Linked DNA regions of Gossypium arboreum: regions 1 and 2 are each linked to region 3. Evidence: chromatin contacts called from public Hi-C data. All regions are on one chromosome and are shown on one strand. Each heading gives the region's core, a stretch centred on a gene start, on an enhancer-like site or on the middle of the called end of the contact. The rest is flanking DNA. Distances are from core to core; before and after follow the strand shown.

Region 1 (3,095 bases), core at 379-2,878, 230 kb after region 3:
GAGCACATGCATGGCAGAAAACATGTGTTGCAAAGTCACAGGTGGACTCGCACTGTTCACGTTGCACTTCATCTTCCAAACAGCTTCTACAGTATCCACCTGACCTGTTAAGTGCCTCACAGGTACCCTGTTTTTTGCAAAGAAAATCACAACAAATAAATCTTTGCAATTGAAAGCTCTTCCATAGTTGATTCTATGCATAACAAAAACACAAATTAACTCTAGAGATCAACAAACTCAGCAGTCCATTGTAGGTCAACAATGCGTATGAAAATGAGGATAAAATAGAACATTGGACTTCCCCAGCAAAAACATCACAGAATGTCAGAAACTTCTGAAAACCACATCAAACAAGGGTATACGAAAAACTGAAACCCAAAGTTATCCATAATATATGCTTAATGAGCTGGTTAAAAAATGGTCTCAATAAGATTCACTTGCCTCCAGATTAAACTTGCGCCGAATTGCAGTTCGGGTAGAGTATGAAAACCATGGAGCAAGACAATTCCAGCCAAAAAAGGAATTTCCAATCAGGTAAAGACCAGAATAAGGCAAGCAATGATTTGCAAAGGTCCCAGGTGCAGATCCAAGTCTTTCAACATTGCTTCCATACAGCACACAAGGGGCCACGCTTCCTAGTAGACCTGACCAAAATATCATAATTTCAAATCAAGAACATTTTATTCTACATTCTTTTAGAAACAAATGACCAAGAAAATGTGCTAACTTTCAAGCTTCGTACATGTTATTCGAATTACATGAAATTTTTTGTGTGATACAAATATTATGGTGTTTGAAGAATCATATGATCATATTTATGTACCTAAAAAGATATATATGTCAGACTTGAATATTAAAAAACAGTAGTCAGATTAACAAATCTTATGAGATTGTATAAAAAGATAACATTAACCAGAAATTAATTGATCATGGATTTAAAAACAATGAACAACATTACAATTCCTACCCATTCTTTTAATCGTTGCAACCCAATTCGTGCATAATCATAAATGACCTATTGATTTTCCTTTTCTTTTCTTCTTTTTCCCCTCTCATTCCAAAGGTGGATTTTTTCAGGAAAAAAAAAAAAAAAGACAAAGAAAGCAGAATTAAAGATTTAAGTTAAGCCTAGCAATTATGATTTGGCTTCTAAATGCAGGAAAATTCCAAATTGAACAGATCGAATTAGGAATTTCTCAAATAAAACTATATAAAAACTTACAAACTTCAACGTCACTGCTGCAAAACTCATCGTTACGACCAAGACAAGCGAGGAGGGAGGAATCCCACTGAGACCGGCCCATTGGTTCTCCAACGACACTCCCGTGGACCAAGGGCAGACCATCTGCGGTCCAACCAAACCCAGCTCCGGTCCTAGCTTCCGGCGAAGCTGCCACGTCGGTTGAGTTGTTAACATTTAGATTCTTCTTCTCATCTTCTTCAACACCAACATGTTTGCTCAAAAGAGGGCTCGATTCCTCTAGATTGTTGTTGTTGGCCATTTCTTTTGGATTCCAAGAAATGGATCTAAAACTTGTTAGGGAAAACGTAAGAAAAAAGGTTTTGGTCTTTGTTATAAGGACCAATGGGCGTGAAGTTAGTTGTAGTCCCTGGATTATGTTAAAATTCCAGATTTAGTCATTCATTTTTAATTGGTCTCTATTTTTATAAAATCCAAACTCATAGCCAATTAAAGTAATAATTTGAAAAGCCAAAAGCATTGGGTGAATGTAAAAATTTAGTATTAGTTTTACATTACATTGTCCTTAATTTTATGATCCAATTTTAGTAATAATAATTTGCATACACTATAATTATCATTAATTTTAACCTACTATGTGTAATCATTAAAAACTTGGGTTCATTCAACTTCAAATTTTGAAATCCCCTTCCGCCTCTCCTACTAAAATAAAACTAGTATAATATAAAGTCGAAAGAATCAAATTAAAACCAAAAGAATAAATTTCAAATTTTGACCTAGAATATGGACTAAAACCAAAATTAGACCATTAGTTTGTGTTTTTTACATTAATTTCATTATAGTTTTTTTTTATTATCATTTCTGTCATTTTTTATACAATACCTAGTATTATTTATAGTCCCCCCAACCCTGACGATGCCAATTAAACTAAAGGTGAGTGGTGCGTTTATCTATAGTTATTGTAAAAACAACGGTAATTATAAAATTAAATATTGTAACAATACTATAGTATTGGACAAAAATTAAATTAAACGCAACACACCGTACTGTCCCACCTATCCAAACTCGACTATTAATTTATTTTTACTTTGATATCTTTAGTTTACCCGTAAGTAATTGTAACGTCCTAAGGCAAAATATGGGCCAAGAATGGGCCCAGCAAGTCTCCACCTCCTCACCCTAATTACACGATATAACTTATTTGTCGGTAAACCTGTTTAACGATTGGTCCATATATTATTCATCCAACTTTCAATAATTTTCGTTTCTAGAATTGCAATATAACGAATACAATAATTTTTTTGATTTTGAATTTTTATCTCATACGTTAAATTTGAATTTTTTAAATCTACTAATTTTGAATTCTTCAAATTCACACTTGGAGTTTTCACAAGTAATTGGAGTTGACAAATTTGCACAAACTCCATCGAAACTTAATCGACTAATTATGGATGATTTTAACAATGTTATTACACACAGAATAATCGTACTTTTTTGAGTCGAACTTGAATTATGAAACGAACATAAATGAAAATTAAAAAGAAAATTAACATAAATATTTATATGGAAAAACTCCTCCAAATAGGATAAAAAATTATGAGCAGAGAAAACTTCACTAAAACGGTAAAAAGCTGAAAATTGGAGTACAAGATGAAGAAACAAATAAACTCGAACCAGAAATACAAAGTTTTCTTGAAATTCCCACAAACACTTTTAATTTTGTTGCTGTTATTCTTAACTATTTAGGGTTGCTAAGAGGCCTATTTATAGGCTGAATTTTGTGTACAAATATGACTAAAATATCCCTAGAATAATCAGAGTTTAATTGGGAAAAAATAACCAAGTTTAACTGGAAGAAGAAACCCGGTTGAATAGGGAACACGTCGCCTTGTCG
Region 2 (3,063 bases), core at 405-2,904, 140 kb after region 3:
TAATTTATTGCTGAATCAAATCTTTCCAATGCAATGATCACTGTTGAAATGGGTAATTTGTGATGCTTAATGTATTGTAAATTAGAAAAAAAATCAGTGTTGACACAGCAAAGAACCACATGATTGGGCTGCCAGCATTAGATGAAATGTTACTTGATAGTTTTTTATGTCTTGCAAAGCAAGACATAAAAAGGGATCAAAGCAATGAAGATTTAGAAACAAAGGTAGAACTTATCATCTCATATTTAAGCAGCTCTTAAGCATATTTGCTACTTGTTTTATCAACTTCGATCTTGAAAACAAGTACTATTCTTGTTCTTCGAACACTCAGGACTTGGATTTTATTTTGTGGAAAACAAGACGTGTGTTATGAAATTTTCATATATAGTACATAAGCTCTGCAACAAAGACAGAGGCAGGTTCCCTGAAAAATCAAAACACAATTTTTATAATGTGTACAGATGGAGTTGGAGAAATGAGAAGTTCTATTGTGTTGCCAATGCAGCTGATTAAGTTTCAATATGGAAAGACTAAAGTACTTTTGTGGTGTCTATTTTAGGCTAATATTTCTACCCATATCAACTTTGTTTCATTGGAAATGCCTACTCCTACTCTAGACACAAAGAACATACATGTTTTTCTTTTCTGAGACTACCCATTAACCCTTCTTCTTAATTTCAAATCGTAAGTCCTATCCAACATATTGATTTAAAATCCAATTTCTTGACTTATGGGTATCATGAAAAATATTGATAAATAATTATCATTTTATATTTTCAAGGAAAATTAAATGGAAAGCAAAAAGAAAAAGCTACTAACTTTTAGAGTAGTTTGGAAAGTTAATAAGTCCATGAAAAGCCATAGGTCTAAAGCTCACCATCATTTTGGGCTAACTTCCAAGTTACAGTAGAAATTGCTTAATCTAAACCGCCATAAATTCCAAAATCTTGGGAAAACGTAAAGAAAAGGGGCATTCCGAGAATTGAACTCGGGACCTCTCGCACCCTAAGCGAGAATCATACCATTAGACCAAATGCCCTAATTAATTTTTGCTCATGATATCAAAATATTAAAGAAAGATTCTAAAATTATAAATGATATTTTAATTATAATTTAAATATATACATAAAATTTTAATTTTGATTTAAGTAAAACACATTTAAAAAATAAACACATAAATTTATTTTTATATTGAATAAATATAATTATTTGTGCATGTAATATATAAACATAAAATAATGTTATATCAATAATTATATTAATAATTTATAAGAATTGAACCAAATCAAAATTTTATTTATAAAATTATACAAAATTAAAATTTATGTATAAAATTACATATTAAATTAATATTCAAATAATTTGCGTTAATTATTTGTGTGTGTACAGAAGATATAATCTTCAAGCTAACATAAAGCGGATATTAATTGCAATGTTTAAAGAGACGTTTGTGAGTCATGAGTTATGAGTTGCTGGATTATTTCGGTTCACTATCCATGATTTGTCCTGATTGGAGCTTCAATTAGAAAGCAGATTATATTTGACAATGGGCGATTACGAGAGTTGATACCACCTGCTTGTCCCGGGTTGGTTTAGAGTCCCCCTTGGTGGTCCACTATTATGACATACAGAATCAACATGACTGCAACAAATAGTATCCATATCATGTATATGGGTCTCTTACGAAAAGATGTGGAGTTGGATGAATCCATGGCCATCACCACATCTTCCACTGCCCAAAGGTTCCACCACTTCTATATTCCAATGCTTTTCCTTATTCTTTCAACACCATACAACCCCCACACTGATGCTGATAAATAACCCTCTCTCCCTCCATGTATTCCCCCCTCCCCCTTTTTTCTCAATGGCTAATAACCTCTCTTTCTGTCTCGTAGGAGCCATGGATCGTCTCTGGTTTCAACAGATTATTCTTTTCCCAGACCCCTTTTCACCATATTTCCCCCTTGAACCAAAGCAGCCCCTCTCAGAATCTACCACTACAAGCTCATCATCTTCAAGCCTCTCTTTATCATCTGTTGCAGACCAAGAAATACCAGCGCTGGTAAACAGTAATAATAATAATAATAAAATGAATGAAAAAGAACTATGCTCATCAAGTTCAACACTCTTGAAATATGTTTCTTATTTTTTGTTTCATTTTTGCTGTTGTTTTTCATGGTGATCAAATTCTTAGGATGATCCTAAAAAAGAGGAAAAACAATTGAAGAAAAGATCAAGAAGAGGGAATCTTAGTCGTTCACATTCTCCATCACAATCGACTCATAAACATCAGAGGATTAACCATCAATGCAAACTGCAAAAATCCACGAGTTGTAGGAGCTTGAAAGACTTGGAACTGGAAGAAGTAAAAGGGTTCATGGATCTTGGATTTGTATTCACAAAAGAGCACTTGAACGCCAGGATGATTGGTGTTATCCCCGGCTTGCTCAGACTTGGATTTTCCAGAACTAAACGGATCCATAATGAAGTCAATGTTGATGCTGACCAACTATCTAAAGACGATGATATTGAACAAGAAGAGAAGAGAGGTGTTATAAGACCATATTTATCAGAAGCTTGGCTGATTAAAAGACCCGATTCTCCTTTGCTGAATCTAAGAGTACCAAGGGTCTCTGCTGCTGCTGATATGAAGAAACATCTCAAGTTTTGGGCTAGAACTGTTGCATATGTAGTTCAACAAGATTCATAAAACAAGAGAGCAGATCCCAACTTCGAACCTAAATCTACCACACAACTAGGTCTATAGCTAGCTGCAACTGTAAAAAGAGGAGTTTGTAATAAAAAAGTCATAAAAGATAGTGTACTCTAAATAAAAGATGAGCCAAAAGCTCTTTTTGTCACCATTTTTAACTACTAGTAGTGGTTAGGATAAATGGAAAAAACTTTAAAAAGGATCTTTTTCTTTTGTTATATTGAGTCATCCAAATTGCTGAAAAGATAAGGCAAACCAAAAAAGGAAGATGATCATGATGGTCCTACCATGTTCCGGATTGAGAAAGAATCAAAAACAGTAATAATAGGAAACATGGCTTTTAACATCCG
Region 3 (3,157 bases), core at 501-3,000:
ACAGATCATAAAGGAATGACTGATAAGCCATGCATTATAAACTATAAGATTGAGAATTTCTTGCTGCAAGCAGTCTGATGGTAACAAAGAATGAACAACATTTTGCAGATATGAGCATAAGCTAAGCAACCTCCTCGCTTTATTATTTTTGAAGCTATAAAATATGAATTACAATAGTTTTCAATATATTAGAGAAAGCACTCAAATGCTCAGTCTCGCCACCTTTTAGTTGGGTTCCTACTCTTATTTCTATTTCTCCATCTTTATTTCCAAATTTTTCTCTCTTATCTTTGAATCAAATCTTGTTCTTGATCCAATTTTTTCCCAACTTTCCCTCTCATGTTTGCATCAGCTAATTGAAAGACAAAGCAATGTTCTTCAATCATTATGGAAGGTTCTACCAAATAAAAACAAACCATTCCACCCTACCCAACAACAAAAAGCAAATGGAAAAAATGATGATAACACATACGGTGTGCACTTTTAGTCAAAATGGTAGAAATAAAGATTTAAATCTAGACACTGGCAAGTTTAACAGGTCAGGAAATAGCTAAACATGAAGTCTCCATCCATACAATCTCTATAAATTTAACAATAAATTTCAATGGAGTTAAGGATCACCTGAATCAAACTTAATTGCAGTACAAGAAGCTGAAGGTGCTGAAGACATCCAGCCTCCAGTTTGTTTAGTATCAGCAGTTCCATCAGGTATAGCTTGAATCCTGTCCGGCAATGCAAGGACCAGATCATTACGAGCAGCCATCTCTTCAGTTGAAAACCCTTTAACCTGTAAATGAATCCAAACTCTATCACAATGGAAGCCCAAACTAGTCAATTATCCAAGTCCAAAATAGCATATTCCAAATACCTCTAAATATGTAAAAACAAAATACATTATAGTAAAAGAAAATGTCAATCTGTTTGCTTGAACAACATTATGAATGTATGAATAGTTAAACAAGCTCACATTTACAATAAAATGTTAAACAGTTTGGGAAATTGTAAAAGAGAAGGAAAAAAGTTAACCTTCTTAACAGCCAATCTCTGCAGCTTAGGGACCTCCTCAAGCAATCGAGCCTTGGTTCGACGAATCTCAGCATTGACTGCAACAGCAGATGCCTTACTTTTCTCCTTGGAAGCAAGTTCCACTTTCTAAATCATAAAAATAAAAAATAAAAAATAAAAAAACACTCAAATCGAAGGCAATAAAACCCTAATTATTACTGAACAACTATCAATTAAGCAGAGGAAGACTGACACTCTAAATCTTAAATAACCTAATCATAAGGCAAGCTTAAACCTAACAATCTCATCCAAGAGAAGATGAAAGAATTAGATTAGATCGGATCTACCTCTAGAGCGGATCCAATGTCGGCTTCGACTGCTGCGTAAGCGCGAGCAAAAGCATCGTCGCCGGAGACATTTTGGTCACGCTGCTTTTCGACGTCGTATTTATCGTACCTCTTGCAGATCACATCTACTCTTGTCAAAATATCGATTACACTCATTATGTTTTTCTTTTGAGTTTAAAATTCAATCAATGTAGCTGTTTGGATGTGGGAAAAAAATTGAGGGAAAAAAGAGTTGGAATTTCTTAGCTTCTTTTTGTTTCCCCTGTAAACGTCGTTCACCGAACTAACTCCAAGATTCGAAGAATAAACAGTATCAATAATTAAACACTAGGAGTCAACCCGTTTTTCATTTTTCACGACAGAGTAATTTTTTAACAAAAATCCTGATATTATGTAAATTTAGGGTGAAATCAAAGGGTAAAAGGATCTGAGAGGTCAGACTATATTATGCTTGATTATTTTATTAAAATTTTATTTATTTTACAGAAAACTGCATAAAAATTTTAATACGAGGAATATGCGATATATTATGTACCAGTTATATTAGTTTTTAATAGATATGATTAATTTATTTCTTGATTTAATATATAAATATTAATTTATCTATTTTTAAATAGAGTGAGTAAAATGTAATTTGACTCTTAGTACAATACTTCTATAGCGCTTTTATTAAATTAAGATTTTTTATTTCAATAATAATAATTTCAAACTAATACAACAACTTTTTTATAACAATCTCATTTATTTGTCAACATTTTATATGTTATAAAGAGATAGTTATACACCTAAGTTAATACAATCGATCCTCTTTATAATTGTCTCATTTATCTATTATAAACCTATATCCTTTTGCACTAGGAACAATAGTGATGCTAATTAAATTAGTACTTAATTGACTTATTTTTTTATTTTATGTTACAAAATTCTATGATTAACACATTATATTTTTTATACTATATTTTTATATCGTTAATGTAACATTATTGATATTCTCAATTTAAAACCCACAATAATAGGCTAGTATAGAGCCTATTTCATTCTACAGTCGCACGCGCTCAATTATTTCACATTTTTTTCCATGGTTAAGAAAAAAGAAAGCAATTCTACTACTCCATAAATAAATTATTTTATTTTCCAATAAAATAAATTAAAAGAATAAAAATAAAGATTCTACTTAAACTTAAAAGGTCACACATTCAACCACCGTCAAGTGTAACAGGCTAGAGCTTCGTAAATCATGTGGCCTTAAGTAGAAACTTAACTTCAAATTCGTTTAAACAAGTCTAACTCTCGAAAGATGAGAATAAGGCACTGAAATAAAGCGAAAACAAACTCTTAAGCGAAAAAACAAAAAGCAAACAAAAAAGCCACAAAAAAAAAACTAAGCACACCAAGTGTTTTTATTACTTTGAAGAATTACAACTGAGTTATAACAAATGAGGGGGAAGACCTTTATTTATGTTGAATTCCCTCAAATCCAACAGTACAATTTAAATTACATTAACGGTCGAAATAAAAGCCTATCTACAAGAAGAGAATCCTAAGGGATTTAAACTCTATATAATCTTATCCCTTAGGATTATAAATATTAATTATGATAACTCTAGTTTTACTAGAGTGCTCCACTAGGCCACCAAGGCTTCAAGTAGATGGGTTTCTTTATATGCTCCACGAATTAGGCCAATTCAAGTTGGTTAATAGGACGTTCCATGTGCATTCGTCATAAGCTTCGATCTGCGGCCGGTAACATTCTCCCTCACCCATTCTTGTGATGCCTTTTTAGCATCCTTGAAATGACACCGGTC

What was found. A called contact is a pair of places that touch in the nucleus more often than the background predicts.
Region 1: a Hi-C map of leaf shows a contact between it and region 3, with 2.8 times the contacts expected there. The contact joins the promoter of LOC108489685 here to the promoter of LOC108460328 in region 3. A contact is called at or near these places in 2 of 5 Hi-C or Micro-C datasets (both in leaf).
Region 2: a Hi-C map of leaf shows a contact between it and region 3, with 2.7 times the contacts expected there. The contact joins the promoter of LOC108460424 here to the promoter of LOC108460328 in region 3. A contact is called at or near these places in 2 of 5 Hi-C or Micro-C datasets (both in leaf).

Annotation. Positions count from the first base shown.
Region 1 is chr4:100,658,777-100,661,871 of ASM2569848v2, forward strand. It overlaps LOC108489685 (cell number regulator 8-like), which reads right to left and starts at 1,629. Exons shown (of 3, transcript XM_017794384.2): 1 at 1,223-1,629; 2 at 442-644; 3 at 1-127. The coding sequence starts at 1,502.
Region 2 is chr4:100,568,897-100,571,959 of ASM2569848v2, forward strand. It overlaps LOC108460424, which reads left to right and starts at 1,655. Exons shown (of 2, transcript XM_017759916.2): 1 at 1,655-2,062; 2 at 2,195-2,915. The coding sequence starts at 1,691. The coding sequence ends at 2,710. It overlaps TRNAP-AGG (transfer RNA proline (anticodon AGG)), which reads right to left and starts at 1,039; the gene lies at 968-1,039. LOC108460423 (polyubiquitin-like) reads left to right here. Exons shown (of 1, transcript XM_017759915.2): 1 at 1-20.
Region 3 is chr4:100,425,383-100,428,539 of ASM2569848v2, forward strand. It overlaps LOC108460328 (syntaxin-71-like), which reads right to left and starts at 1,751. Exons shown (of 9, transcript XM_017759777.2): 1 at 1,353-1,751; 2 at 1,027-1,152; 3 at 622-787. The coding sequence starts at 1,508.